Linked DNA regions of Sus scrofa: region 2 is linked to region 1. Evidence: chromatin contacts called from public Hi-C data. All regions are on one chromosome and are shown on one strand. Each heading gives the region's core, a stretch centred on a gene start, on an enhancer-like site or on the middle of the called end of the contact. The rest is flanking DNA. Distances are from core to core; before and after follow the strand shown.

Region 1 (7,016 bases), core at 2,575-5,074:
GTTAGGGATCCAGTGCTGCCATGAGCTGTGGTGTAGATCACAGATGTGGCTCTAATCTGGCATTGCTGTGGCTGTGGCATAGGCCAGCAGCTGTAGCTCTGATTTGACCCCTAGCCTGGGAACCTCCATATGTCATGGGAGTGGCCCTAAAAAGACAAAAAAAAAAGAGAGAAAGAGAGATGGTGGAAGATTTGACTCCCAGTAGACCTTGAGCCTTCTTATACACACCTTAGCTAAATGACACAACTGCCATGATAACAACCAGAAAAGTCTATACAAGGACTGAAAAGGAGGGTTGCATCAAACCACACCCCTGTTCTCAGATAAGTCAGCAGTCCTCTCACTCCAATGCCCTCCCCCTTACAGGGCCCCTCATGTATGTCTGGTGTCTCTGCCCAAACTGGGATGGGAAGTTTTGTTCTGCCAACTAGGCTCCCTCTTCTCCATTCTTTGGCCGTTGAATAAATCTTGCACTGTTCCAGTCCCAGCATTGCTTTTCTTATTTGCTGCACAAATCCAATCAGAAAGGGAATCTCCCTGTCTGAGACAAGGGGTCTCCACCCTGCTTGAACCCCGGCGTGGGTCCCATTGACCAGTTCAGTAACAGATTGAGTTCCCTACATGACACACAGCTAAAGGTGTCTGCTTTCCCTGGGGACAACCCTTGTTCATGCCTATTTTCAGGGTAAAATTACTAAACTGCACCTCTTTCTCTCTCAGAAGTATTCTGGCTTGAATTGTAAATTAACCTTTGCATTTTTTTTTTTTGCATTAGATATATTTTATTCCAACTTTTTTCGACCTAATGCAAAGCTTTGTAAGTATAAATTAACCTATCCGCACCTCTCAAGTGGAAACAAGGATCACGGTCACGGTGTTGCAGCTAAAGTCTGAGAAGGCGACGTTCAACTCACAGCTCGTGAAATGTTGGTCACCACTGGCACCACTGCTCACTGGCCCCAGAGAAAAGAGGTAAAATCTCTAACACATCAAATAATCGTGGCTTGAACTTGAAGATATACAAATGTTTTCTTCTCTGTTCTCATTTTAATATTAGAGTTCAACAGGAAAACTTCCTGTTTTAAATCACCACATTTATCTCATATCCTCTTGTGCTTTGCTGGACTGACTTCCCAGAGGGCAGGGACCTTTGCTTGTCAGGTTTCATGCTGCCACAGACTCAGTGCTCTGAGAACCTTTGTAGAAAAAACTGAATTCCTCTGATGCTTTCTTAGGAATGCTGAGCTTCGAAGATGACATAGATGTCTTCCATTTATTTCAAGGCATTTAGGATCAGAAAAAGGTTTTCCTGGAGTTCCCATCGTGGAGCAGAGGAAACGAAACCGACTAGGAACCATGAGGTTGCGGGTTAAGGATCTGGCCTCGCTCAGTGGGTTAAGGATCTGGCATTGCCATGATCTGTGGTCGCAGACAAGCTCGGATCCTGTGTTGCTGTGGCTGTGGTGTAGGTCACAGACGTGGCTTGGATCTGGCGTTGCTGTGGCTCTGGTGTAGGCCAGCAGCAAGAGCTCTGATGAGACCCCTAGCCTGGGAACCTCCATATGCCGTGGGTGCAGCCCTATAAAGGTAAAAAAAGAAAGAAAGAAAAAGATTTTCATGTTAACCATGTCTGCAGAAGCCAAGTGCTCCTCAAAAATACTTGGATTTATAACTGAGGTGGATTCCTAAGCTTTCCCCATCATTAAAAATCTGATTCCATGAGATGCCCCATGAGCATCACGCAGGATATCATCTAGGGCAGCGTCACTGACCTTTTAAAGACGTTCCATCTCTAAATGGCCAAGACACTGACTGTCCCACAAATAGGAGTATAAACCTGATGGTCTGGTGGGAGTCCCATGATCACACCATTGGAGGGTCCCGGGAGATGAGAACTCAGCTGTCTTTCCCACAAGCCATGGGGAGTGACTGATAGAGTTGAACAGTATCACTCCTCAACCTCAAATCCTTCCCGTGGCCTCCCATTGTGTCTGGGATAAGGGATTCCACTTTCTATCACGGGGCTTTAGGAGCCCTAAATGGCCTAGCCCATCCCTGGGGGCTGGTCTACGTCAACTCCTCCTCCCCACTCCTTGCATTTTCTCACCTGCCCATGCTCTCACACCTTCATGATGCGTCTGTCTGCTTGAAATACCTTTCCCTCACCTGACTTAACTCCTATTGATTCGTCAGACGTCACCTCCTCTGGGAGGCATTCCCAGGTTGAAGAGAAGTAATAATCCCTAACCAGATAGAGAAATCAGAATGTCCCCAAAGAGAGGATTGAACAAATACATTAGCGTACCGCCACGAAATGAAATAAAAATGGAGATGCGAGTTTTTTTTTTTCTTAAGCAGTATAAAATAATTACATTGTGTTCATGATCAAATATTCAAGAGTAGACAGAGAAGATTAAGTCTCTCACTTCCTCCCAGCATCAGTCTTACCTGAAGCCCCTACGCTGTTGCTTTCTTGGTGATCCCACAGAGATGTTCTACATACATACAGGGACCTAAAAGTCAGAGTGAGGGGGGCAAGAGGGGACATGAAATCCACCTAAGACATGGCTTCTGGTCCTGAGAAACAACCTTCTTGAAGGAAGGCCAGCCCCAACCTGTTAGTTGGCAGCAAGAAGCAGTGTGTGGGAACCTGTATGCTGTCCTTGCTCAGGACTACTTGGAGACAGGACTCAAGCCCCAAGCCCAGACTGATTTCATAAACCATCACCATCCCAGATAAAGAGGATTCCTAGACCGAGTCCCTATGCATAGTTGGAATACACACATTTTAACTCTTCTTTTGCAGAGTTCCAGCTCTTGGGCTTTTAAAGCTAGGATAGGGAGTTCCTATCATGGCTCAATGGTAACAAACCCAACGAGCACTTGTGAGGACGCAGGTTGGATGCCTGGCCCCACTCAGTGGGTTAAGGATCTGGTGTTGCTGAGAGCTGTGTTGTAGGTCTCAGACGTGGCTCGGATCCCACATTGCTGTGGCTGTGGCACAGGCCAGAAGCTATAGCTCCAAATCGACCCCCCAGCCTGGGAACTTCTATACACTGCAAGTGCAGCCCTAAAAAGTCAAAAAACAAACAAACAAAAACTAGGGTATATCTGAGTCTGGGGTTGGAAACCAGGACAGGCACAGAGCAAGAAAATTAATCATTCATCAAGCTTTCTTGCTTGAACTGTAATTACAGGTTATTACAGGATAAACCAAAAACACCCTATTGAACAGAGGCACTGTGATGAGACACAGGCTCAGGAACATGTAGAAATGTGGCATCGTTTACTGGTATCTTCTCCTAGACCATCTGAAAAGTGGGGAAATCCATGGAGGTGTAATGACTCGCCTAAGGTTACCAGGTGAGTTTTGACAAAATGAAGGCTAAAGCACACGGTTTTGACTCTGGGTTGAGAGCAATTTCCAAGTACAGCCTCCCCCACATAAGAGAACAATGCGAGTATATTAATATCCATCCTGAGATGCAGTTGTGTCCCTTTTCTCACTTCAAGTAGGAACTGATGAAGAAGTCAGGCTTGGGAGGACAGGTCAGGGACTCAGTTACTGTGTAACTGTCACAGTTCCCAGCTAGAAGCCATAGAAATGGAATAACTGACTTAAGAAGAAAGTGTCTAAAAAGGTTAATGGGCAGCTCACGGAGCCATCAGGACGCTTGAGAACTCAGCTCAAAGCTACACAGACAGGAACACCACCCCAGACGGAAACTTCGTGTGTGCCACAGTTTGCTCCTGCCGCCCCCACTGTGCCAGGAATCCAGATCTGGCCACGCCCTCCACCCCTGAGAGTGGATACCCTCTGGCCCCTGTTTGCCCAGGCCATGCGCAGATCCCTCTGACTGGTGAGCCTTGGACTATACACCCAGGATCTAGATGCAACGGGGAGGGTGGAAAAGAGAAAGGGTAACATTTTCAGTTTCTCTAGTGGGAGGCAGGTGGTTCCTCTTAATAAAACCGTAAGTGGAGAGTCCTCTTAACATAAGAGATGCTGGCTGGCCAAAAAAAGGGGCGGGGGTGCAGAGTGGGGACAGAGAGGGAGAGAAATGTCCCCCAGCTACTGGAACTGGGGCACAAGGAAGACAGGACTGGCCCTGGCGCTGCTAGAGAGAGGAGAGCCCTCAGCAGGGACAGGGCACAGGTGGATCAAACTAAAATTCGACTTCATGGTGCAAAAATGTGATGTGTGAGCCATAAAAACTCCACTATCCCACAGCCCCAGGATAAGAGTTGCCAAATGCAAGTCACATGCTTGGGGAAACTGCAAACACAGGAAAGGAAATTGAGCAATCTCAAGGAGAAATGAAATCGGAATATGTTCCAGGAGGAAGGGAAGGTTCATTTCTCCCAACCTTCATTGAGAGATGGTTTGAGTGGGGAGGGGGAAGAAAAGAGGTGAACGCATGTTATGCTCCTACTCTGAATGCAGGCAGGACTGGACTGTAATGGACATATCATCTACAACACGGAGAAGAGAATTAACCTGGAGGAAGAAAGGGAAATGTATAATCTAGATAAGTTGAGGGGTCAGGGAAAGACTACTTTCCACTTGTCACACCCTCCTGGCTTCTCGCCCTGTCTCACAAGCCTCTCTTGGGAAGAGGAGGTGGGTTGGCAGGCTGGGGAGGGCTGTCTAAGCCTCGCCTCCTGTTTTCCTTCCAGTGGGGTCTCCTGCCAGCTGGCCAGCTGCAAACATAGTTGTAAAGGAGCGAGCCCTGCAGCAAGGCTCAGGGCTTCCAGTACGTCTTCCGACTGGGGTTGGGGGGAATGCCTAATTCTAGGGTGTTTATTAGGAACTTGGTTGTTGCCCAGTTCACCTAAATCTACAGCCTCCATCCTTGTTTCAATCAGCTATGAAGGGGATATTGCAACCAACACCTGCTTTACTCCTTTAAGTCTCAGTAGTTTAGAACTCAGCCCTAGACGAGGGATATGGTTTAACCCGTGCCTCTAAATCCCATCAGTGAATTCTGATAGCATTAGCACAGACATTGTCAAATGTTAAAGGATTCACTTTTTTTTTTGTCTTTTTAGGGCCGCACCCATGGCATATGAAGTTACCAGGCTAGGGGTCGAATTGGAGCTACAGCAGCTGGCCTACACCACAGCCACAGCAACTTGGGATCTGAGCCACATCTGTGTCCTACACCACAGCTCTCAGCAATGCAGGATCCTTAACCCACTGAGTGGGGCCAGGGATCGAACCAGCGTCCTCATGGCTACTAATCAGGTTCATTATTGCTGAACCACAATGGGAACTCCTAAAGAATTCACTTTTTTTTTTCTTTTCCTTCTTTCTTTCTTTCTCTCTTTCTCTCTCTCTCTTTCTTTCTTTCCTTTAGAGCCACACCCACAGCATATGGAGGTTCCCAGGCAAGGGGTCGAACTGGAGCTTTAGCTGCTGGCCTACACCACAGGCACAGCAACACCAGATCTGAGCCCCAGGTGCGACCAACACCATAGCTCACAGCAACACTAGATCTTTAACCCACCGAGCGAGCCCAGAGATCGAACCTGAAACCTCACACTTCCTAGTCAGATTCGTTTCTGCTGCACCACAACGGGAACTCTAGGAATTCCCTTTTGAATCATCCTAGGAAACAAGACTCTTCACTCAAAGTCTGGGGATGGGCTTCAGAGTCTAGGGGTGGAAATACTCCATTTCCTAGACTCTCTTGCAGCTAAGAGTGTCACATGACATAGTTCTGGCCAATAAAGTAGAAACTGAAGAATTCTGGGAGCTTCTGGGAAAATTTTTGCTTCCTTGGTAAATGGAACCAAAGCTGCTGGTACTACCCCCATTCACCTGTCGTGGCTCATTAGTAAGGAACCTGACTAGTACCGTGAAGACTTGGGTTCGATCCCTGGCCTTGCTCAGTGGGGTAAGGATCTGGCATTGCTGTGAGCTGTGGTGTAGGTCACAAATGTGACTCGGATCCTGCGTTGCTGTGGCTGTGGTGTAGGCCAGCAGCTACAGCTCTGATTTGACCCCTAGCCTGGGAACCTCCATATGCTGCGGGTGAGGCCCTAAAAAGACATACACACACACAAATTCATTTAGAAACAGTTACCTTTGGGGGGACCAATTCTACTGAATATAGAAAAACATAAAAATTACTTTCGAAAGATTTCAAACACTTGTGTCCCATGTGTGGGCCCCACATCACTCATTCCATTGAAAACTCATTTTATGCCTTTGCTAGAGACCAGCATTACTCGTTAACACTGAATTAGTTCAACTAAAGTCCAATGCCTTGCAAAAGTTGTAGTATTCCTGGGTATTCTCACCTTCCTGTGCTTAATCTAAAAAAGCTGCTTGGAGTTCCCATCATGGCTCAGTGGTTGACGAATCCAACTAGGAACCATGGGGTTTCAGGTTCAATCCCTGGCCTCACTCAGTGGGTTAAGGATCCAGCATTGCCATGAGCCATGGTGTAAGTTGCAGATGCGGCTCACATCTAGTGTGGCTATGGCTCTGGCGTAGGCTGGTGATGATAGCTCCAATTAGACCCCTAGCCTGGGAACCTCCATATGCCTTGGGTGCAGCCCTAGAAAATACAAAAAGACAAAAAAAATTAAAAAATAAAAAATAAAGGAAACTGCTTATCTATACAGAAACCATACACACCAGATGTTTTCCCAATCAAGAAATATTCTTGTTTTTTTTTTAATAAAAAAAATATTTTTTTGGCCATGGTGTACAGAGCCTTGATGTGGGATCTCAGTTCTCAGGCCAGGGATTGAATCCAGGTCACAGCAGTGAAAGCACCAAATCCTAACCCCTACATCACCAAGGAACTCCCAAGAAATATTCTTTTTTTTTTTTTAAGAAATATTCTTGATAAAATAAAGGATATTTATATGCTCAGCTAAATATCCAATTAGACAAGAAGCTAAAAATCCTGACACTCCAGGTCAATACCAGACACCAGATAAACCTAATCAGATTGCAGCTGCCATGTAAGTATATTTGAATTTAATGTTCAATCTTTAAACCTTTT
Region 2 (7,601 bases), core at 2,016-4,515, 80 kb after region 1:
AGAAAGAAGTTCCCTCAGACCGGGTCACGCTGTTCAACACCTGACGAAGACCCAGCCTTCTAGGCTTGGCCCCATTTGGCCTCAGATCAGGAGGATGTTCATATAGCAGGTTGACCCAGTTTCTCACCCCAGGGCCGGCTGCCCAGAGGACTTTGCGGAAATGCTGGCTAAGGCTGCATCTCAAGATAGACTGGGATTATTTCTGGCCTAACTGCTTAACAGCCTGTGGCTTCTGGAGCTTTGATATTTAAAAATGCTATAACAGGGCATTCCCCTTGTGGCTCAGTGGTAGAGGATCTGACTAGTATCCATGAGGACACGGGTTTGATCCCTGGCCTCGCTTAGTGGGTTAAGGATCCGGTGTTGCTGTGAGCTACGGTGTAGGTTGAGGCTCAGATTCTGCATGTCTGTGGCTGTGGCATAGGCTGGCATCTGCAGCTCTGATTGGACCCCAAGCCTGGGAACTTACAAAAAGCTGTAACAGTGCCTCCCCTCCATGAGTAGAGTTAAGCTTTTATTTTGTATCTGCAGCGTCAGGTACCTGGCAGGCATTCAGCATGTTTTACTACCATTTATTGAGCACTGGCAGTGGTGCTCATTGCTATTCCTGGTGCTTCCCAAGGATTTTGAAGTATTATCCCCATTTTATATTATAGTTGTGGAGGTTCAAAAAGACCAACTCACTCTGCAAGGTCATAGAGCTAAGAAAAAACATCCAGGGCTTAACTTCTAATTACTCTGTCTCGAGTCCTGTTTCTCTCCAAAATGGCCTTGAATGGGTGCTAGACTTTAGGAAAGGCACTCAGTCAACCTCAGACTCCCAAGTTAGTCCCTTTGTGAGTCTGCCCATGCCACGGGGCTAGCCCTGAGGTCAGGTTCAACCTTTCCCAACACACTTCTCCTTTCACTGTATCTTGTAACTAGAAGGAATGACTCCAAATATTTGGGGATTGAAACCCACACAGAAAAAAAATGACTTAAGCCCTGTCCTTTGCCCAATGCCTGGGAAAATTACACTGGATATTCCATTTGTTTTTCCCTCCACATGACTCTCCTTAGGAACTTATCTCAAACGATTCAACTTAAGCTGAAGCAGGAAGCCCCAAAGCAGTCACTGAAGGTGAGAAAGTCAGCTGACCTCAGAGCCACTGGCTTTAAAGATGAACATCAGGTCAGGTTACAAACTGCCACATCCAGGGGAAACCTAAGCCCTTTACACCAGCTGTGTGTGTGGACAAGCTTAGATGGGCTTGCCTGGAACTGACCCAAGGTGGCACTGGGCCAGGTGGAAGAGTTACCCAGTCAACTGATACTGATGCCACCGAAGGAACAGAGACAGTTCCCAGCCAAGGAGCGCCCAAGTCAAGAATAAAGGATCAGATCATTCTTACCATATTCATGGATTAAAAACTATACTTCTATCCCTCCACTTTCGAACATCTCTGGAAGTGGGATGTATTTTAGAATCAATCCTGTCTTCAAAAATTTTCTTTCTTAAGTGGACATACTAATGGTACAGATTACAATCAGTGGCATCCAGGGTTTGATGAAACACAAAACAGTGGAATTTATATACAATTAAAAGGTCCCATGGGGTGTTATAGAAATGTCAGGAGTAGAAGACACCAAAAACAGATGGTAACTGAAGGGTGAGACATAGGGAAGTGAAGGGATCCATGAGCCCTTCCTGAAAAATGGCTTGACAATGAAATTCAGTCAATGAAAATCTAATAAAATCGCAAAATAGCTAACATTTATAGACTTTTACTATGATCCAAGCATTGTCCTAGATGAGTAACCAGTATAATTTAATCACCATAACCTAATGAAGCAGATATTCTCACCCCCCCCCCTTTATAAATCAAGAAACTAAAGTATAGAGAGGTTCACTAACTTACCAAAACTGATAGTAAATGGCAGAGTCAGGATTCAGACCCAGGCTTTCTGACTCCAGGCCCTGAGTGGGGGGAAATGGTAAAAACACTCAATATGCAATTGAGCACAAAGTTCAATTTTGAGCTTTCAGGCAGGCAGAGCAAAATAGGTTAATCACATATATTTATTTTTAATTAAAAAAATGTTTTGGTCTTTTTAGGGCCACACCCATGGTGTATGGAGTTTGCCAGGTTAGGGGGTCGAATTGGAGCTACAGCTGCCAGCCTACGCCACAGCCACAGCAGCTCTGAGCTGTGTCTGTGACCTACACCACAGTTCACGGCAACACCAGATCCTTAATCCACTGAGCAAGGCCAGGGATCAAACCCAAGTCCTCGTGGATAATGGTGGGTTTTTTTAACCACTGAGCCACGACAAGAACTCCCTCCACACATATTTTTAAAGTAATGTCTTCATGACTTCATTGTTTTGAAAGATAAATGCTCATGATTTCTTAAAGTCAAGCTATATGGAAAAAATACAAAAATGACAATGCATACTATTCCTTCTCCCAGAAATAACATAGAAGATCCCATGCATGGTATCTCATTTTGCAACTGAGGGCGTAGGGGAGAGGGCAGAGAGAGAGAGATGTGGAGTGTCCATCCGGGACTTTTCTATAGAAAGTGGTTCACTTTGGCCTGTTTTTGGCACAAAAAATTACTGAAAGGCCACGGACATTGACATATCCTCAGACAAGGCCAAGGAAGAGTCTGGTTAGATACCTATAAGATCATAAGCTTCAGAGTCGAGAAATAACTTGCAATCTTTGCATTAAGTACTCTGTAGTTGTGTAACCTGGGGCAAGTCCCTTAGCCTCTCTGAACCTCCTTTTCCCAATCTGTGAAATTAGACTCATTGTAGTACCTAAACCCAGGATTATTGGGATTAATTGAGAGCAAGCCCCAAAAGCATTTAGTGTGGGGCCTAGTCTTTTATTATTATGCCTAAAAGAGCACACGTCCACAGCAGTAGGGACCTTGGGTGTTTATGATCATCCCCTTCCCCCAGGAGGCAAATGAGAGAATTTTTTAGTGTGTTCTGCGACGGTTTGGTTTTTAGGTTTTTTCCCCTTCCTTCCGTCCTTCTTTCTTTCTTTCTTGGGCCAGGGACTGAATCTGAGCCGCATCTGTGACCTTTGTCCCAGCTGCAGCAGCGCTGGATCTTTAACCCATCCTGCCACAGCGGGAACTTTGTTTTTACTTTAGTTTTGTTTTGTTTTCCTAAAAGAAATGCCAAAGGTCTTAAACGCAGCCACACCCCACTGTGGGCCTCCAGTGAGCAGTCAGATGATCTGGGAGGGTTGGGACCACAGGCAGAGAAGTGGAACTTGGCTGCCTGCCCCCCAAGACACAAGCCCTGGAGCCCAGGGAGGAGCCTCCTTTCACTGGAGGGGAAGGCAGAGAGTCTGTGGGTCGGGGTGTGGGAGTAAGAGGGGAGGCTGCGGCCCCAGATACTCAGGCTATGGGCAGGGACTATCAGAAGAGACTGATAGGAGTTGCTGTTATGGCTCAGTGGTAACCCCACTATTATTCACGAGGACAAGGGTTTGATCCATGGCCTCACTCAGTGGGTTAAAGATCCGGCATTGCCGTGAGCTGTGGTGTAGGTCACAAACCAGGCTCCATTCTGGCGTTGCTGTGGCTGTGGTGTAGGCTGGCAGCTGTGGCTCCAATTTGACTCTTAGCTGGGAACCTCCATATGCCGTCGGTGCAGCCCTAAAAAGACAAAAAAATAAGAGACTGATAGTCCCTGTCAGGCCTGATTCCTGCCTCTGCCCAAGCAGTGGCTGTCCATCATGGCTTCCTTGACATCCTGTGCCTCCCTCTATCTCAGCACCTGTCAACCACACACTCATTCATTCATTCCTGCCTTCCTTCTTGGATTCTTTTACTCATTCACTCACTCAGTGTGTCTTCAGCATTTGCCATATGCCAGACCATGCTGGCACTGGGGAAACCAAGACACAGCTCCTGCCCTCAAAAAATCCCAGTCTAAAAAACAGACAAGGGAGCTCCCTGGTGGCCTAGTGGTTAAGGACCTGGTGTTGTCACTGCTGTGATGTGGGTTCAATCCCTGGCCTGGGGAACTTCAACATGCTGTGGGCATGGCAAAAAATAAAAATAAAAATAAAAAGCAGGAGTTCCCTTCGTGGGTCAATGGTTAATGAACCCGACTGGGATCCATGAGGATGCAGGTTCAATCCCTGGCCTCACTCAGTGGGTTAAGGATCCCGCATTGCTGTGGCTGTGGTGGAGGCTGGCAGCTGTAGCTCCAATTGGACCCCTAGCCTGGGAACTTCCATGTGCCCCAGGTGTGGCCCTAAAAAATAAATAGATTAAATTTTAAAAAATAAAAAGCAGACAAAAACAAACCTGCAAAATTAAACAGCTAAGGAAAAAGACCTCATAATTGCTATAATGGGCCACAGGCATGATCGCTATTCAGGGCCTTTTTTGCTGAGTTTATCACTGGAAGCAACCCAGCTGGCTGACAGCAAAGCCTGCAGCCAAACTGCCAGGGTGGATACCCCTGATCTCTCTAACTAGCTGTGGGACCTCAGGCAGGAACCGAGGCTCTCTGTGCCTCAGTTTGGCTGTAAAATGTAGATAATAGGAGTTTACATCCTCAGAGGGTTGTGATGAGAATTAGAAGAACTAAGACCAGAATGGGGCCCGGCATATCGCACAATATAAGTGTTTATTTTCCTTTTTTCTTTGTTTTTTTTTTTTTAGCTAAAAAGAAAAGGAAGGGAAAGAGAGTAAAGCTCTAAACTCCTTTCTTTAATTAACAGCAAACTTTTTTTTTTTTTTTTTTTTTTTTTTAGGGCTGCATCCACGGCATGGGGAGGTTTCCAGGCTAGGGGTCTAATGGGAGCTGTAGCTGCCGGCCACAGCCACGGCCACGGCCACGGCCACAGCCACAGCCAAGCGGGATACTAGCCGCGTCTGCGACCTACACCACAGCTCTCTGCAACGGCTGATCCTTAACCCACTGAGCAAGGCCAGAGATCGAACCTGAGTCCTCACGGATACTAGTCAGATTCGTTTTCCGCTGAGCCATGACGGAAACTCCAACAGCAATCTTTTGAAGTTCCGACTACCTGGTCTTTGTGGCAAAACCGCCCGTATTCCTTGGCTTCCTCCTTACCTCTCAGGAGCCGGCCCTCCGAGTGCTCTGAGAGACGGCCTCCGCGGCTCGAGTCCTCAGAATGTCCGCGAAAGAACATAAGTCTCAACTTTTAAGTTGTGCATTTTTTTCTTCAGTTACCACAGGCCGCACAGAAGTATGTTCCCAGCTGAAGACCACTGATCTGGTTCAAACCTTTTAAATTTTACTCCACTCAACTTATCAAGATAAGGTGAAGTCGGCAGAAGAGCCCAGACTGGGAAAGTGAGGGGCTGTTTGCTTTCACTCCCCAGGAGTCCCCACAGCAACCGGGACCCTCCACAGGAGGGGCAGAGTGCCAGAGCGCACGGAGGCCGCTGGGAAAGCACGGAGGCTGCCGGGAAACCAGGAGGATGCTGGGAAACCATGTGGGGCGGTGTTGCTGTCCTTCCCGTGCCCTCCCTACCCCGCTGCCTCTTCCACTTCAAAGCACACTCTCTGGTCCCCTTCTGCAGAGCAGGTACGCATCGCCAGGCTTGCTCCTTAGCAGTAGTGCCTGCCCATGGGCAGAGCAAGCGCCGTGAGACAGAAGACTTTCAGTGACTGAAAGATTGAAGGGAGAGATCAAGAAAGCTTTGGGGGGAGTTCCGGAAGATCCAGTCATAGTGAAACGAATCCAACTGGGAACCATGAAGTTGCGATTCGATCCCTGGCCTCCCTCAGGGAATTAAGGATCTGACGTTGCGGTGAGCTGTGGTGTAGGTTGCAGACGCGGCTCTAATCCTGCGTTGCTGTAGGGCGGCAGCTATAGCCAGTTGGATCCCTAGCCTGGGAACCTCCATATGTCCCGGGTGCAGCCATAAAAAGCAAATAAATAAAATAAAATAAAAGGAAAGAAAGGCTTTTTGGAATTTCCTTTGTGGCTCAGTGGGTTAAGAACCTGACATAGTGTCCATGAGGTTGCAGGTTCAATCCCTAAGCCTCATTCAGTGGGTTAAGGATCTGGCATTGCTGCAACCTGCAGAGTTCCCAGATGCGTCTCAGATCCAGTTTTGCTGTGGCTGTGGGGTAGCTGGCAGCTGTAGTTTGATCTGAGCCCTAGCCTGGGAACTTGCATATGCTTCAGGTGCAGTCTGCAGACATCCCAGGGCAGATCCAGAAGCAGAAAGAAGACTGGATGGGCTTGGTCGGGCTTGGGGGGTGAGTGGCGGCAGCAGCCTGGGATACAAACCCAGGCCCCAATGAGTAGGATGTGCGGTGTGTGTAGGGGCAGGGGGTTAGAGTGAGAACATCCCCCGGCAGGCAGTCGGAGAGGTGGAGCCCAAGGCAATCCAGTGCCAGGATGAGATGTTGGGCAGCTGAACTTGAGATGTAATGGGGAGACCGGTGATTTGGGGACCTGTCCAGCGTCTCCAGGAGCCTGAGATCACACATTCTGAACTCCTGTGGTCCAGGCTTTAGAAGTGCCCTAGAAACTGCCTGTCAGAATGTCTCCTGACCTGCCTGGCACTTAGGGACTCCTCAGATATGTGTCACATGAGTGAGCCAGGAAGGAAATGGAGATGCCCGGTCCCATTCACATCCTGCCACAGGCTGACTGATGCTCAACAGCAAACTAGGCCACTGGCCTGACCCAGTTTCCCGGCGCTCCGGCCTCGCCCCAGGAGCAGCAGATGCGGCCAGAGCAGGCGCCCGGGGCGACTCCCAAGCGCCGCCCTGCGGCCCCCGGCTCTCCTCCGCCTTCGTCTTGGATCCGCGGCGTTTCTGACTGGGGCCTTGACTCCTGTGACTCATCTCCCTGAGAAGAAAGGGGCCTTTGCTGTGCCTGCGCTGGCCGGAGGCTGGCACGTCCCTTGGACAGCACCGCCCCCCGGTGGCCGCGGCCCTGGGGACCTGGCCCAACTCCCTCCGAGCTGGCCCTACGATCCCGATCCCCGGAGCCAGGCTGCCCTGGTAAAGAGGGAGGCGGGTCACCACCTCCCTGAGGGCTTGGCTAAGTTCTGGGTGAAGCCTCAACAAAGGATGGAATTGTCTCCCAGAGCCTGGGTAAAGGGCAAGCTTGGGCACACCCAAGCCCGCTCCCTGGGCAGGCCTGTCAGGGAGCATGGAGGGGGCCACCGCCCTTTTCTGGTGAAAGCCTGGCTTGGGTTCCTGCTTTCCGCATCCCTGAGATCACGTGTCTGCTGCATTTTAAAAATAGATGCGAACATCTGTGGTTCCCCTTTTGTGAGTGGATTATTCACATCTCCTGTCCATTTTCTTTTTCTTTTTTCTCTTACTGATTTTCTTGCACACATTGAATCTGCCATGTGTTGCAAATATTTTTCTAAGCTTAGAATTTACCTCGATTTGGGTTTTGGTGATTTTTTGGGCACATACACTTTTTTTAAATTGATACTTTTCTATGTGATCTCAACTTTTGATGTTTGCGTTATTCTTTCCCCCTTTGCTTTCTGCTTACAGAACTGTTTCCATCTGAGTATCAGGCAAAGATTTCCCTAATTTTTTTGTTTGTTTGTTTCTCTCTCTCTCCCTCCCTCCTTCCCGCCTTCCTTCCT

Evidence for each region. A called contact is a pair of places that touch in the nucleus more often than the background predicts.
Region 2: a contact with region 1 is called in a Hi-C map of liver, with 3 times the contacts expected there. The contact joins two enhancer-like sites. A contact is called at or near these places in 1 of 5 promoter capture datasets (liver), 20 of 47 Hi-C or Micro-C datasets (alveolar macrophages, blood, embryonic fibroblasts and 12 more) and 2 of 2 datasets of contacts at active chromatin or transcription factors (alveolar macrophages and skeletal muscle).

Annotation. Positions count from the first base shown.
Region 1 is chr12:43,826,202-43,833,217 of Sscrofa11.1, forward strand. No RefSeq gene overlaps it. Among named protein-coding and RNA genes, the nearest start is that of WSB1, 55 kb to the right of the region's middle. Within about 2 kb of position 3,825, at least 28 of the 83 cell types and tissues checked have an H3K27ac peak or open chromatin away from gene starts, as enhancers often do. A contact at or near this core is called in alveolar macrophages, fetal liver, liver and 4 more, where this site is marked.
Region 2 is chr12:43,906,581-43,914,181 of Sscrofa11.1, forward strand. No RefSeq gene overlaps it. Among named protein-coding and RNA genes, the nearest start is that of KSR1, 17 kb to the right of the region's middle. Within about 2 kb of position 3,266, at least 32 of the 83 cell types and tissues checked have an H3K27ac peak or open chromatin away from gene starts, as enhancers often do. A contact at or near this core is called in alveolar macrophages, fetal liver, liver and 4 more, where this site is marked.